2 separate regions of the Hordeum vulgare genome follow, and region 1 is linked to region 2. A link is a contact called in public Hi-C data. All regions are on one chromosome and are shown on one strand. Each heading gives the region's core, a stretch centred on a gene start, on an enhancer-like site or on the middle of the called end of the contact. The rest is flanking DNA. Distances are from core to core; before and after follow the strand shown.

Region 1 (6,565 bases), core at 1,777-4,276, 420 kb before region 2:
GTGAAATGCAGTTACAATCCTCTAGCATCTACCACAGTTGACCGCCTAGAGCACAGGGAAGAGAATTCATTGGGGCATGAGCACTAATAACTCGCAGCGTCGAGGGAAGCAAATCGTTGACTCAGACATCACGAATTTTGTAACTGAACTCGAAGTTAACTTGAGCTCCTGACCATGTGACGGCATAGGATACTGAAACTGAACACCGACAAGATCCATGGCAGCACCACACAACGCATGGGGCCAAAAGTTACAGGCTCCTCTACTAGGAGATGGAGAACTCTACTAGTACTAGGAGAAGCTAACCGAATTATCCTATGAAAATGAACCAGACAAGCCTTGAGTGATTTGCTTCACTCAAGACAAACTTGCTACACTACGTCCAAAGCATAGTTAAAACTAACAAATCCGCTCGGGCGAATTTGCAGATAGACTAGAAAATGAAAAACATAGCAGCTCATCCACAAGAAGATACTCCATAATCTCATGACGAGGAAATCATCACTAATATATAGACCAATTTTCACATCAACTCTCAATTTGGTCAGAACATCAAAGTAGACAAAAACTGATGAATTGCATACCAGCCATATTATGTGCTTCAAAACTAAACTGATGAAGATGAAGCCAGGACACATCAGGCAGGTACAGTTTCGGGAATTTCCAGCCGCTTATATATGACAAAGAACAGGATATCCTCCTACCCAACTACCACCAATGGCAATGCAAATAGGAAAGCAAAATAATTGGCTCAGAGGGGCGACCATATCCTACTGAAGAAGAACCAATAAGCACATGACGAATAACCTTTAGGGAAGTGAAATGTACACTTACAACAAATGAAAACCCTAACTGTTTTACCGATAACAAATACAACCTCTGTACACTAATATAAAACGTTTTTACAGTTTAATTTGAAACGTCTTAATTAGTTTACAGAGGGAGTAAATAGGAAATCCATAGAGCTATTCAGCTGAGTACCCTCGTCTAACTCGATTTCTAGAAGCGGAAGGCATAGATTGTGCCATCAATAACATAACTTCATCCTCTAACATTTCACAGTACAACATAGATATCCATCCCGCGATACCAAAACCAAATTTCCTTGTTACCCTGATTCTACAAAAAAGAACAATTATAGGATTTTGATCCAAGAGAATCTAGAACGAACGAACAAAATAAACGTGGACGTAGTGTACTATAGTTATCACGTTGTAGCAGTCTTGACGGCCTTGAATGCTGGGTGGAGCAACCCGTAATCATCCTTCATATCAAGAGGGTTACTGGTCTCATTCCTGATCCTCTTGATCCTCCTGCTCGCAAGAGACTTGTGCTCAAACCCATACATGTGCAAGACCTGGTTGTCCCCGAAATTGAAGGCACGGTCCATCTGCTTGAGGCATCTCTCAACAGGGTAATCCCCAAACTTGGAGCATGGCTTGCACCCGACAAAGTGAGTGACCAGCGGCCACCGATGATCGCCGAGCCCTGGCTGGTAATTCTCAAGCATCTCCTCATACCTGTCCACCAAGATCCCCCAGTAGCCATGGAGGTAGTAGCCATTCTCAAGATATACCTTGTTACCCCATTTCTCACGCTGGGTAGCGAGGATGTACACCATGGCCGACTGATCGTCGGCTTCGAAGACCGGCCGGTCCTTGAGGTACTTGGTGAGCACCTTCCCAGCCTCGATACGAACAGGGCCCTTTGGCCCCATGGGCGCCCAGGTGTCGAGGTAATCGAGCGACCACTGGCAGTTGCGCAGCAAGAAGCTACCGGTGTTGAGACCAATCCAGTTCTTGTCGTCGTAGACCATCTCGTCCCAGCCGTGCAGGATGAAGTTGTATGGGCCGTAGCGCTCCCACGGCAGCTCGAAGGCCATGTCGGTGAACATGGCGTCGGAGTCCATCCACCAGAAGAACTCGACCTCCGGGTGGGCCAGGAGGAGCGCGCGGAGGAGCGGGAGCTTGGCCCAGAAGCCGGCGAGCTCGGCGTCGAGGAGCGCCATGTTGTAGAAGATCTCGAGGCCGTGGATGCGGCAGTAGTCGATCTTGTTCTTGATGGACTTGAGGAGGTAGTGGTCGCCGACGGGGTTCTCGCAGGGCTTGGGCGAGGACCCCGTGACGAGCATGACCCGCGGCTTGACGTCGTTGAGGAAGGGCGGGGTCTCCGGGTGGCGGCGGTTCCACGCGGCCCGCTGCTCGTCCCAGTCGGAGATCTTGGGGCCGAGCGTGTAGGGCGGGTCCCGGAGCGACCTGGGCTGCGGCTCCGGCTCGTCGTCGCGGGCGGCTGCCTTGGACCTGGCGTCGGAGGCGGCGTCGGCGGCGTCGGAGGCCTTGGAGCGGGCGTCGTGGTGCTCGGCGAGCGCCCGCTGCGGGTGGGAGATGAATCGGTGCCGCAGCTCGATGAGGTCCTGCTGCGGCGTGCCGAACTTGCCCGCCCCGAGGGTGCCGCGGAGCACGAGGATGGTGAGCATGAGGCAGACGACGGTGAGCTTGGCGTTCCGCGTGAAGCGCTGGATCTCCCGCATCCGGCGCTCCCCCAGCACCCGCTCCGCCACCCACATTTTCTTGTCGATCCCTTCCCTGGCCCGGATCGAACACCAGACAAAACCAAACCAAACAATGCAGACGCCTCTGAATCGACGCCGCGGCCGGGCAATGCGGCGGGGGCGGGACGGGGCCGGGGAGGAGGAGGAGGGAGAGGGGGAGGAGGTTTAGAAGTGCGGAGGGGAAGGGGAATTAATAAGGGGCGGGGGCGGGGTCGAGTGGGAGTGGGAGTGCGCGAGCGCGCACGTTGAGGGGGAGCGGATTGCGGTGGGTGTCTGGAGCGGAGGCCAAGGGAAGGGGGAGGAAATCTGGAGGCGGGATCGAAATCGAGTCAATCCGGCGCGGCGCGGCGCGGATTCTCGGCTTGGGGGAGGAGGAAGAAGGCCTTTGGGGGAGCGAGGAAGGAAGGAAGGAAGGAAGGAATGGCAGCAGGACGCGGAGACGAGATGCACCCGATGCTTCCACTCCTTTTTCCCTTCCCCCGCCCCGTGTCGCCTCCCCTCGCCCGGTAAGTAGTACTCGTATTTTTTTTAGGAGTACTAGTAAATTTTCGTTGGTTGACGCGGGCGTCGCGAGGTGATAGATAGGTCAATGACGGGTGGGTCCTGGCGGGACGTGGAGAGAGGGTGGCCGTTGTTTCGGTGGGCTATGCCGCACGGTTAATCGTTCGTACCGTACTTCTGTCCTGGCGGTGTGGGCGCGACCGGGTCTGGGGTTGCTGCCTGGCTGCCGGGTAACCGGGTTTGCCCGTTAGTGCTAATGCATTTCTACTTCGATCGTCACACATGTACTGGCTGCTTGTTATTACGGATAAAAGCTACCTACAAATTCCATATCGACTGCTACGTTAAACTTGATGGTGTTACATGCCTGATGACATTGATTGCCACATGTCACTCTGGAGTTATATGTGACGCAGTTCATTGTCATCTACTCCCTCCGTTCCTAAATATAAGTCATTGTAGAGATTTCACTAATGTACTACATACGAATATATATAGACATACTTTAGAGGATACATTCGATCATTTTGCTCCGTCTGTACACATCTAGAGAAATCGCTTAAAAGACTTATATTTAGGAACGGAGGGAGTACTCCCTCCGTTCTTAAATATATATTTTTTTTAAAACTTCACTAGAAGACTATATACGAAGCAAAATGAATGAATGTATACTTTAAAATATGTCTATATACATTCGTATGTAATCTTTTAATAAAACTTCTAAAAAGACTTATATTTAAGAACGAAGGAAGTAGATGAGAGTTAGTCAGACCCGTTAATTATTAAATCAAGTAGTATCATCATTTTAACCGAATTAATGCTATGCCATATATGTTGCATGTACTTCCTTCGCTTCCTTTTACTCCGTATTACATTTGTTTGAAAAAGTCAAAGTTTGACCAAACTTATATTAACAATATTATCATCTACTACAATACTAAAGTAAGACAATGTGAGAAATAATATTATGATGCATCTAGTGATGTTGATTTGGTATTTTGAATGTTTTTTCTATAAATATGGTCAAACTTTACAAAGTTTTACTTCATACAAATCTTAAATGTGGTGTAAAAGGAAACAAAGAGAGAACTAGTTTATGACACACTACCGTGAGAGATCTTAATTCTTTCACAATTGACAATCCTAACTTTTCCCCACGGCAATCTCAAATTACTATTTACTATGTCTACGTTTTTAGATGAGAATTAACAAACTCAAATATAACTCCAACATCATTTGATTAATCAATACAAAGAAGAACAAGCAAAAAACCAACACGAATGTCAAATCAAATGGTGTATGGATTAGAAGTAACTCGGTTAATTGCCATCTAGATGAGAGTTAGCCACACGCGTTAATTCTCATCTAGAAGAGATCTACTCCCTCTGTTCTTAAATAGAAGACATTTTAGAGATTTTACTAGAAGACTACATACGGAGCAAAATGAATGATACTACACTTTAAAATATGTCTATGTACATCCATATATAGTTCATAGTGTAATCTTTAAAATGTCTTATATTTAGAAACGAAGGGAGTAGATGACTATGCATGCGCCATTGACGCTAATACATTTGTGCTTTGATAGTCACGGATGCAAGTTGTTTGCTATACATAGAAGTGATGGAATTGTTGCTTTTGTAGCTAAAACATGTTGATTGTTACGGTAGACCTTGATGTTACATGCTTGATGATGATGGTCATAGGTCATTCTCCTAAATTTACAAATAAAAATAAAAAAAGCATACCATGAAAAAAAAAGTTCGTTGAAGATATAAAAAGTAACTGAACCATGTTACATAGTTGCATGCAAAATTCTCTCGATACATGTTGCTGGTCACATTGGAGCATGCTACTAGTGTGCATGATACAAATTCCAGACTTTATATCTTAGATTGACTAACTTATTTATCATTTTAGAGGATTTATAGTAGCACCTCGGTTATTATGATACATTATCATAATGTGATACTAGTACTAGTTGCATGCATGTACTAGATTATGAAACAATATTCTGAGAGGTCTTACTTCTTTCGCAATTATGAGTACTGATATTTCTCCCATAGTAATCCTAAATTATTACTGACTATGTTTAATTTAGTTAATCTATTGGCAAAATGTTCCAAGTTCCAAGTTTTCAGATGGATAGAAAACTATCTTTCTACCTTTTTCCTGCGCGCTTAGACTTTTTACAACTTCAATCTAAGCGTGAGAATTTTGTGGAGATTTGTAGCCATCTTTTTTACATATAATTATGGTTGTAGCCATCTTATATTACTTGGCTGATTTGCAATGTGTATTGTTTACCAATATGTATTTTTTATGTGCACCCCATGAATATCAAAATTGAATATACCTTGTATAGTTCTCGGTGAGACTGTTACATCTTACTTTGATTGATTTGCAATGTGTCTTATTTAAATTTAGCATTTAAAATAAAAAGAAAATAACAATTCTTTCTTATTGTTGGATCAAGTTTTGTTTGTAGAAACACCAAGTATAATTACCCCCCCACACACACACACGCGCGCGCGCAAGCATTAGCATCCATACACGTGTGCTCACACAATGGCGACCAAAAAACAAAGTCGCAAAGCTATAGACCACAATAATGAGACACAAAAACTTCAAACATGGGGTTTGATCTCTAATGGGCTAATAGTGTAATCACTCTTGAAAGGGCATATAGCCCCTAAGTATGGTTTTGGTAATTAATGACAATGTTTATGGACTAATGTTTTCAGTGAGATATATTTGAAGATTTTGTTCATAGATGGTGCCCCAAGGATATTGGATGGAATCAAGGATGAAGCACATGTATGTGAATATATGTTCGCTCAAAGCTTTGGAATTAAATGAAGATTCATATGGAGCATCAAGTGCATTGAATCTTATATGAAGATATGTTCCATAGTGATGCTCGAAGTGCATTGGGTTGTTTTGTGAAGAATGCCATCAAAGCATCCAAAAAAGTCCTCTTGGTATCCTTCTCTGGATACATGTGCTCATGGGCTTGTACTGTGCGCATGGGGTCGAGTGTCAACTCTCTGGATACCCCGTGCTCACGTGCTCTCAAGATCCCATGTCCGGTGAGGTTTCAAGATCGTGTGCGAGATCACGGGCTGGAGAGAATAATCAAACAGAAAAATAAGTTAAGGTTTCAAGACGAGATCATGGTAAACTCATGAAAGCACATATGCTCCCTTGGTGGTTTTGGTAATTCATGACAACATACATCATCTCTTGGACTAACACTTCTACCTAGTATATTTCAGGTATAGTCCACAAAGAGCTTTGGCTATAGGTTTGTGAGAAGAAGCCCCTTGATGAAACAAGGAATACGATTGGCTCAAACTTCAAGCAAGAAGACTCTTAATTTTATATTTTGAGAAATCACTTTGAGTCCATAGGAAAGCCAATACTATTAAAAGGGGATGAAGTATTATGATGAATTGGTTGCTCAAGTGCTTAGAGATAGCCACAAAAATACCCAACTACTCTTCCACAAAATAA
Region 2 (5,979 bases), core at 3,412-5,911:
GAAATAGCCCCTGGTGGGCTGGTGCGCCAAGGGGAGGAGGCCTAGTGCGCAAGGGAAGGGACCCAAGGCCAAAGCCTAGGGGCTGACTTGGGTGGCAAGCCACCTAGGGCGCCTCCACCTCCTCCTCTAGGGCTGCCGCACCACCTCCTAGGGTTTCCCTAGGGGTGGCGCAACCCCCTCCCCCTCCCTCCTATATATATGCTAGGTTTTGGGGCCGCAACACACATGATTTGATCACCCCATGGTGGAGCCCTACCTCCACCTCTTTCTCCTCCTTCGCGATGCTCGGCGAAGCCCTGCCGGAGAGCCACATACTCCATCGCCACCACGCCGTCGTGTTGCCGGAGTTCTCCCTCAACTTCTCCTCCCTCCTTGTTGGATCAAGGAGGAGACGTCCCCGGGCTGTAGGTGTGTTGAACGCGGAGACACGGTAAGTTCGGTGTTTGGATCGGATCTTCCGCGATTTGAATCGCCGCGAGTACGACTCCATCGACCGCGTTCACGGTAATGCTTCCACTATGCGGTCTTCAACGATATGAAGATGCTCTACCTCTTTGCTCGTTGCTGGTTTTTCCTAGATAGATCCTTGTGTGACGTAGTAATTTTTTTAAAATTACTACGTTCCCTAACGGTAGGCGGCCTCCCCAGGAAGCAGCGCGCGGGAGTAGACAACGAGGGTGTTCTGGGCAAAGCATGGCGTAGCACGGGCGCACTCGTGCACCCATCGCATCGTCCTATTAGCCTGCAGGTAGGCGACCTCCTGTGGGAGCATCGCGCGGGCATAGACGACGAGATTGTTGCCGTCGTCCATGGCTGATGGGTCGTCAACGAGGAAACAGAGGGATGGTGAGATCAGGACGGGGGGATGGTTCTCAAAGCAGATGGCCGAACCCCACCGCACACTCGGATTAAAAAAGACCGACTGCGGTCGCTAACGCATGGGCCCGAGGAGGACGGCCGTCATAAATAATGTGACCGCGGTGGTTGGGGCCGGTCTCCGAGAAGGCGGACGCGAAACGGACGGAAATGGGTCGACGCAGACGCAAAGCGGACGTGATTTGAAAATGGATCGACGCATTAGACCGTCTTTTTGTCCGTACCGATCCAAACGAAAGACGTCGGACGAAATGGGTCATCCCATTGAAGTTGCTCTAAACCATGATAAAGTTATATGAGAGACTGAGATCCAAATCCTACGTTGAATCGCCAGACAGACAGAAATCTTACATTTCACATGAGCCAAACTCCTGTAGACAGCAGTCGCAGCCAATGAAAGAGTCATGCCTTGACACTTGACAGAGCAGCCCGTAGCTCGAGCTCGCCGAATACACGCCAGAGGAAGTCCATGGCCAAGGGAACTGACCCGAATACACGCCAGTGCCAGTTTTCTGCTTTGAATCCTGCAGACCAAAGAATCCGTTGATTGCTCACGTTTATTTTTGTTTCACCGACAAAACTAAATCGATCGAAGAAAACCTTGCCGACAGCCAACACCGCGCACACAGCACACCACAACTTGGCCCCGCCCCTGCAGAGTGAGAAAACGAGCTGTTTTGTGCTCATCCTCATCGTAAAACTTAAAAGTGCCAATTTGTTGTCGTTTTCCCCCCTCTATTTTACCCTTTCTTTTTTGCGGGAAAGCACGCAAGTTGCCATGGTGTAGTACAACGTGTGGCGGTGGCTCACCTCGTGCATGCATGTTCTCGCGCAGTGCAATACACAAGCGCGTTCACGTAGACATCGACCTCGGCCCCCGCTGCAAAAAATGGACGGGTCAAGTTGCACAAGGGCGGAAAGTTTAAGGCGCGACGGCAAACGACCGACGTCAAGCAACGACACGCCAGAGGCGACAGCAACAGAAGTGATCTCAGATTTAACGGGAGACGTTAGTAGGAGCTCATATCTGTAGGTTCGAGAACGGAGTATGACATTTCAAAAGAAAAAAGAGAGAACGGAGTATGACGCGATGCAAGTTGCCACTCGCGGACAACAAAGCTCGCGTTACTAAATCGGGGCATATGACGGCAAGAGGAGCGAGAGCGAGAGCGTTCCAGTCTCGAGTTAAGCCGACGCCTCCTCCCAAAAAATAAAATAAACTGTTCCGGGCAGATTGTTCGAGGTGAGTCATGGGAGCAATGTTGGTTCGCTTCCTACGGGAGCATGGGCGTGGATATTTTGTATTCCCTCGTACGGATACTTCAAGAAACACCGGCGCTGTACGCCTCTCGATATAGTACTAGTATCAATAATCAACAGTAGGGGGGAAAGGTGCTGAACCTGCCCAGCCCAACAAAGGAGATCCAGCGCCGGAAGTATCTCGAATCAGCCCGTCCTAATCTTGCCTTTTCTAAAGCGAAAACTAAAAAGAACCATTAAAAAAACCCCGTCCATACGTCGTCCATTGAGGTTCGGTTTCATCGGTGGACCACCAAACGCTCGCGTCCATCGCTTTGCTTTTTTCCAGGTCTAAAACCAATCCACGATACGTACGAGAGATGCTCCGTCCGTCCCTGGGCATGACATGATAGGCGACCGACCGGCCATTTTCGGATGATATTTCTCCACGCCGAAGCCCCACGATTCGTTCCCGGAGAAATCCTCTGGTCCAAAACCATCCCGCGTCCCAGCAAATTGGAGGAGCATCATACATACAGCTTGGTATGATGGCGCCACACAACTTGCTAGGGCGTTCCACGGGACGGGACCGTCTCGTTGTTTTCGTTGGTACTACGAGCCATCCAGAAGAGAAACGTCGTCGCCGCCGCTGATCCCGACTCGCAAACGCCAAGATGCAAATCCCAGTATGTCACCACAGCCAGTGCGCTAGTGTTACTATCGGCTCGCTAGAACCATCGTCCCAGTACAAGGGCATCCGAGCACCACGACACGGCACGAGACAAGAGCGTCAAGCAAGAGAATCATCTCTGGTTACAACTGACTGCCGAAGTCGGCAAGCCGCTTGGCAGAGAAGACAATGGGGAGGTTTGTGCCTGTGCTACTCGTAAATGGCAGGTCAAAAAGACGACGCACAACTCACGAGTCAGGACAGGACTCACCACAAGGGGAAACATTAATGGAGATAAGGTAGTGTGTGTATATTCCAGCAGCAATTGGGAGATCAAATTTAACTGAAAGGGACGAGAGGGCCCGAAAGATAATGGAATCGCCGCTGGGCGGCCAATTCTTGGGCCGCGACCGAAGCACGAACCAGCCAAAGTAACACAATTCAGCAGATCGACGGCGTCAATTGTCATCACAGAGGAACTAAAAACTACTGTACTCAAGTTGTAACCACCCCGGCAAGGGGATTGAGCAACAATTCTGGTTTGCCAAATTTTTATTGTTTTTTTTTCATGCTGATTGCTCTCTTGTTGCTCTGGTCTCTCTTCTACAAGCGCAACGGTGTGTGCACATCTCGTACACCGGAGCGTCCATCACCTTCGCGAAGGCTGCGGGTAAGGGGCGACACGAGTTCTCCGGTTGGCCTCCGGTGGAACGCGACCGCCGCAGCCGCCGCCGCCGCCGCCGCCGGCGCTACCAGCACCTGCAGTGGCGCGGCTACCGCCGTCGCCGTTAACTATGTCATCCAGCATCTTCTGCAGGTCTTCGAGCGTGTCCGGCTTCTGCACGAGATGTAATACCAGATCGTTCAAGAAAAGGTAGTAATCAGGATAAAACTAGTGGTGGTTGGGTCAGCGGTTGCGGCTACCTCGTTTTTCACGCTATCCATCATCACCAGCATCTCCTGCATGAAGTCGGAGAAATCCTGGCCGTCCAGAACCAGAGCAAAATTTTCAGGGGCAATGTACGTCGGTCTGTCCCCGGACACGAGCGGGTAATTCCCCACTTGTTTTTTTTTTGTTTCAATCAATAAATAAAACAATATAATAATCGAGAGAATATGGACGAGACAATAAGCGGGGAGGGAGGGAAAGCAGAGCGCCCACCTGGTCGTCGTCGTCGAGGGGATCAAAGAGCCCGGCGTCGTACATGGCCCTCTTCCCCTTGTCGGACAAAACTGCAACGCCGCCAAGAGAGAATTCGATCAAAACCTCGCGCGGCAAAGGCAAGGGCTGATGGGAAGAAGCTCGCGACGCCTTACCGGAGTAGGCCTCCTGGATCCGCTGGAACCGCCGCTTCGCCTCGCCCGTCGCGCCGGGGTCGCTCGCCCACCGATCCGGGTGCCACTTCTGGACGGCCAGAGCGAGACATCGGATTATGAGCACTCCGATCCTTGTGACCAGACCAGGAAACCAAACAAACGCCCATGCGCGCCAAGGGAAGCGGAGGAGAGGAGAGGAGCGTGCGTACCATGGCGAGCCGTCGGTAGGCAGCGCGTACGTCGGTGGAGGAGGCGTTCTTACGGATGCCGAGCAGGGCGTAGTAGCAGCAAGACGACGCGCCGGCGCCGGCGCCGGGGGCATTGCCGGATCCGGCGGAGGCGTCCATGGGATGAGGCCGACCGTCGACGACGCGACGGCGAGGAAACGGAACGCGGCTGTGCTGCTATTGCACCATGGAATTGGGATGGAGACGGTGGATTTGAGAATTTTGATGAGGGGGGAGCCGGGTACCAGCAAAGAGGCGTTTATTCCCGTAGGGAGTCGGGGGGCGTGGGAAAAAAAAATATCTAAATAGAGTTTTTGGTCGTCGGAGATTGGGGCCAGTGAAGGTTCCAGAGTTCGTGCCGATGCCAGATATTTTTAAGGGGCGTTTCGGGTTTCGCCATCGGGGTATGGTCGTATTTACAATTTTGCCATGCTGTCTGCATTTTGTGTTCATGGAATCGTCGAGGTTTTGGGCTCGGCCTCGATGGTTTATTACCTTGCATCGCCCTCCAACCCAACCCAATACACGTCGGTAGGCCCTGGGCCTTGGGTGGTCCTTCTTCCTAGTGTTATTAGTTGTTCATTAAAATTGTATCTGCGTTATAATGGAAGAATTTTTTATGTTTATATTAGTGTAAACACATTTATTGTACTCCCTCCGTACCTAAATATAAGTCTTTTAAGATGTTTCACTAGATGTCTACATACGAAATAAAATGAGTAAATCTATACCTTAAAATATGTCTATATACATCCGTATATAGTACATTAGTGAAACTTTTAGAATGACTTATATTTAGGTACAAAGGGAGTACATTAGAATTATGCGTGCAAATTCCATGTGTTGCAATGGATATCATGAAATATATTTGAGAGCTTGTATAGTATTCGAGAGTTTACCCATCATCGTGCATAATACATCCATTATGAGGCCATTGGTGTGAAACTGTCGGGCTGATCCTTAAAAAAATGATACTTTTTATCTATATCTATATCTATATCTATATCTTTACCTAATAATAAAGAGGCTATCGCTTCTGTCGGAAAACCCATCGAGGTGATTTTACAAAAAAGTCCTTACTGTTTATGACATTAAACTCGTAGTATATATTAAATATTTTTTTAAATACTCTTATCTTTTAAACCGTAACTCCAAATTTAACATATTATACATGGAATTTGATTAGAAAAATATGTAGAATTTAAATATGATATTATTTTATCTGTTAAACGTTTAATAAAAATACTATCTAGGGTGCAATCTTAATAAATAAGTCATTATTCGTCTTTCTTTCATACCGGTACTCATCCGGGTTGGGGATGAACACGTCAACAAAATCAGGATTAGAGATGAAACTGAAGGTCATTTGACTGATTCTTTGTATGTATTAAATCTACATGCAAGCCGTGTTAAAATAGAAGACCTGTGAAATTTTGAACTGCATTTTTGTAGGATAAGACCATATTTATTTGTATCGTAACTATAAATTCTCAAATTATAGACATTTTTTATAAATTAAGAACGTGTGCTGTGCGGTATTTTTTTCTCCCGTTGCAACGCATGGGCCCTTTTGCTAGTCTATGTAATAATAAAGCGGCTATTGCTTCCGTCGGAAAACCCACCACGGTCCCTTAAAAAAATCACCACGAC

Evidence for each region. Hi-C and Micro-C count contacts between places; a contact is called where the count stands out from the background.
Region 1: a contact with region 2 is called in a Hi-C map of leaf, with 3 times the contacts expected there. The contact joins the promoter of LOC123448866 here to the promoter of LOC123448859 in region 2. A contact is called at or near these places in 2 of 6 Hi-C or Micro-C datasets (both in leaf).

What each region holds. Positions count from the first base shown.
Region 1 is chr4H:440,368,457-440,375,021 of MorexV3_pseudomolecules_assembly, reverse strand. It overlaps LOC123448866 (probable xyloglucan 6-xylosyltransferase 1), which reads right to left and starts at 3,026. Exons shown (of 1, transcript XM_045125894.1): 1 at 789-3,026. The coding sequence starts at 2,566. The coding sequence ends at 1,208.
Region 2 is chr4H:439,954,548-439,960,526 of MorexV3_pseudomolecules_assembly, reverse strand. LOC123448859 (dnaJ homolog subfamily B member 3) reads right to left here and starts at 4,661. Exons shown (of 5, transcript XM_045125885.1): 1 at 4,312-4,661; 2 at 4,103-4,190; 3 at 3,948-4,018; 4 at 3,710-3,766; 5 at 3,075-3,623. The coding sequence starts at 4,449. The coding sequence ends at 3,435.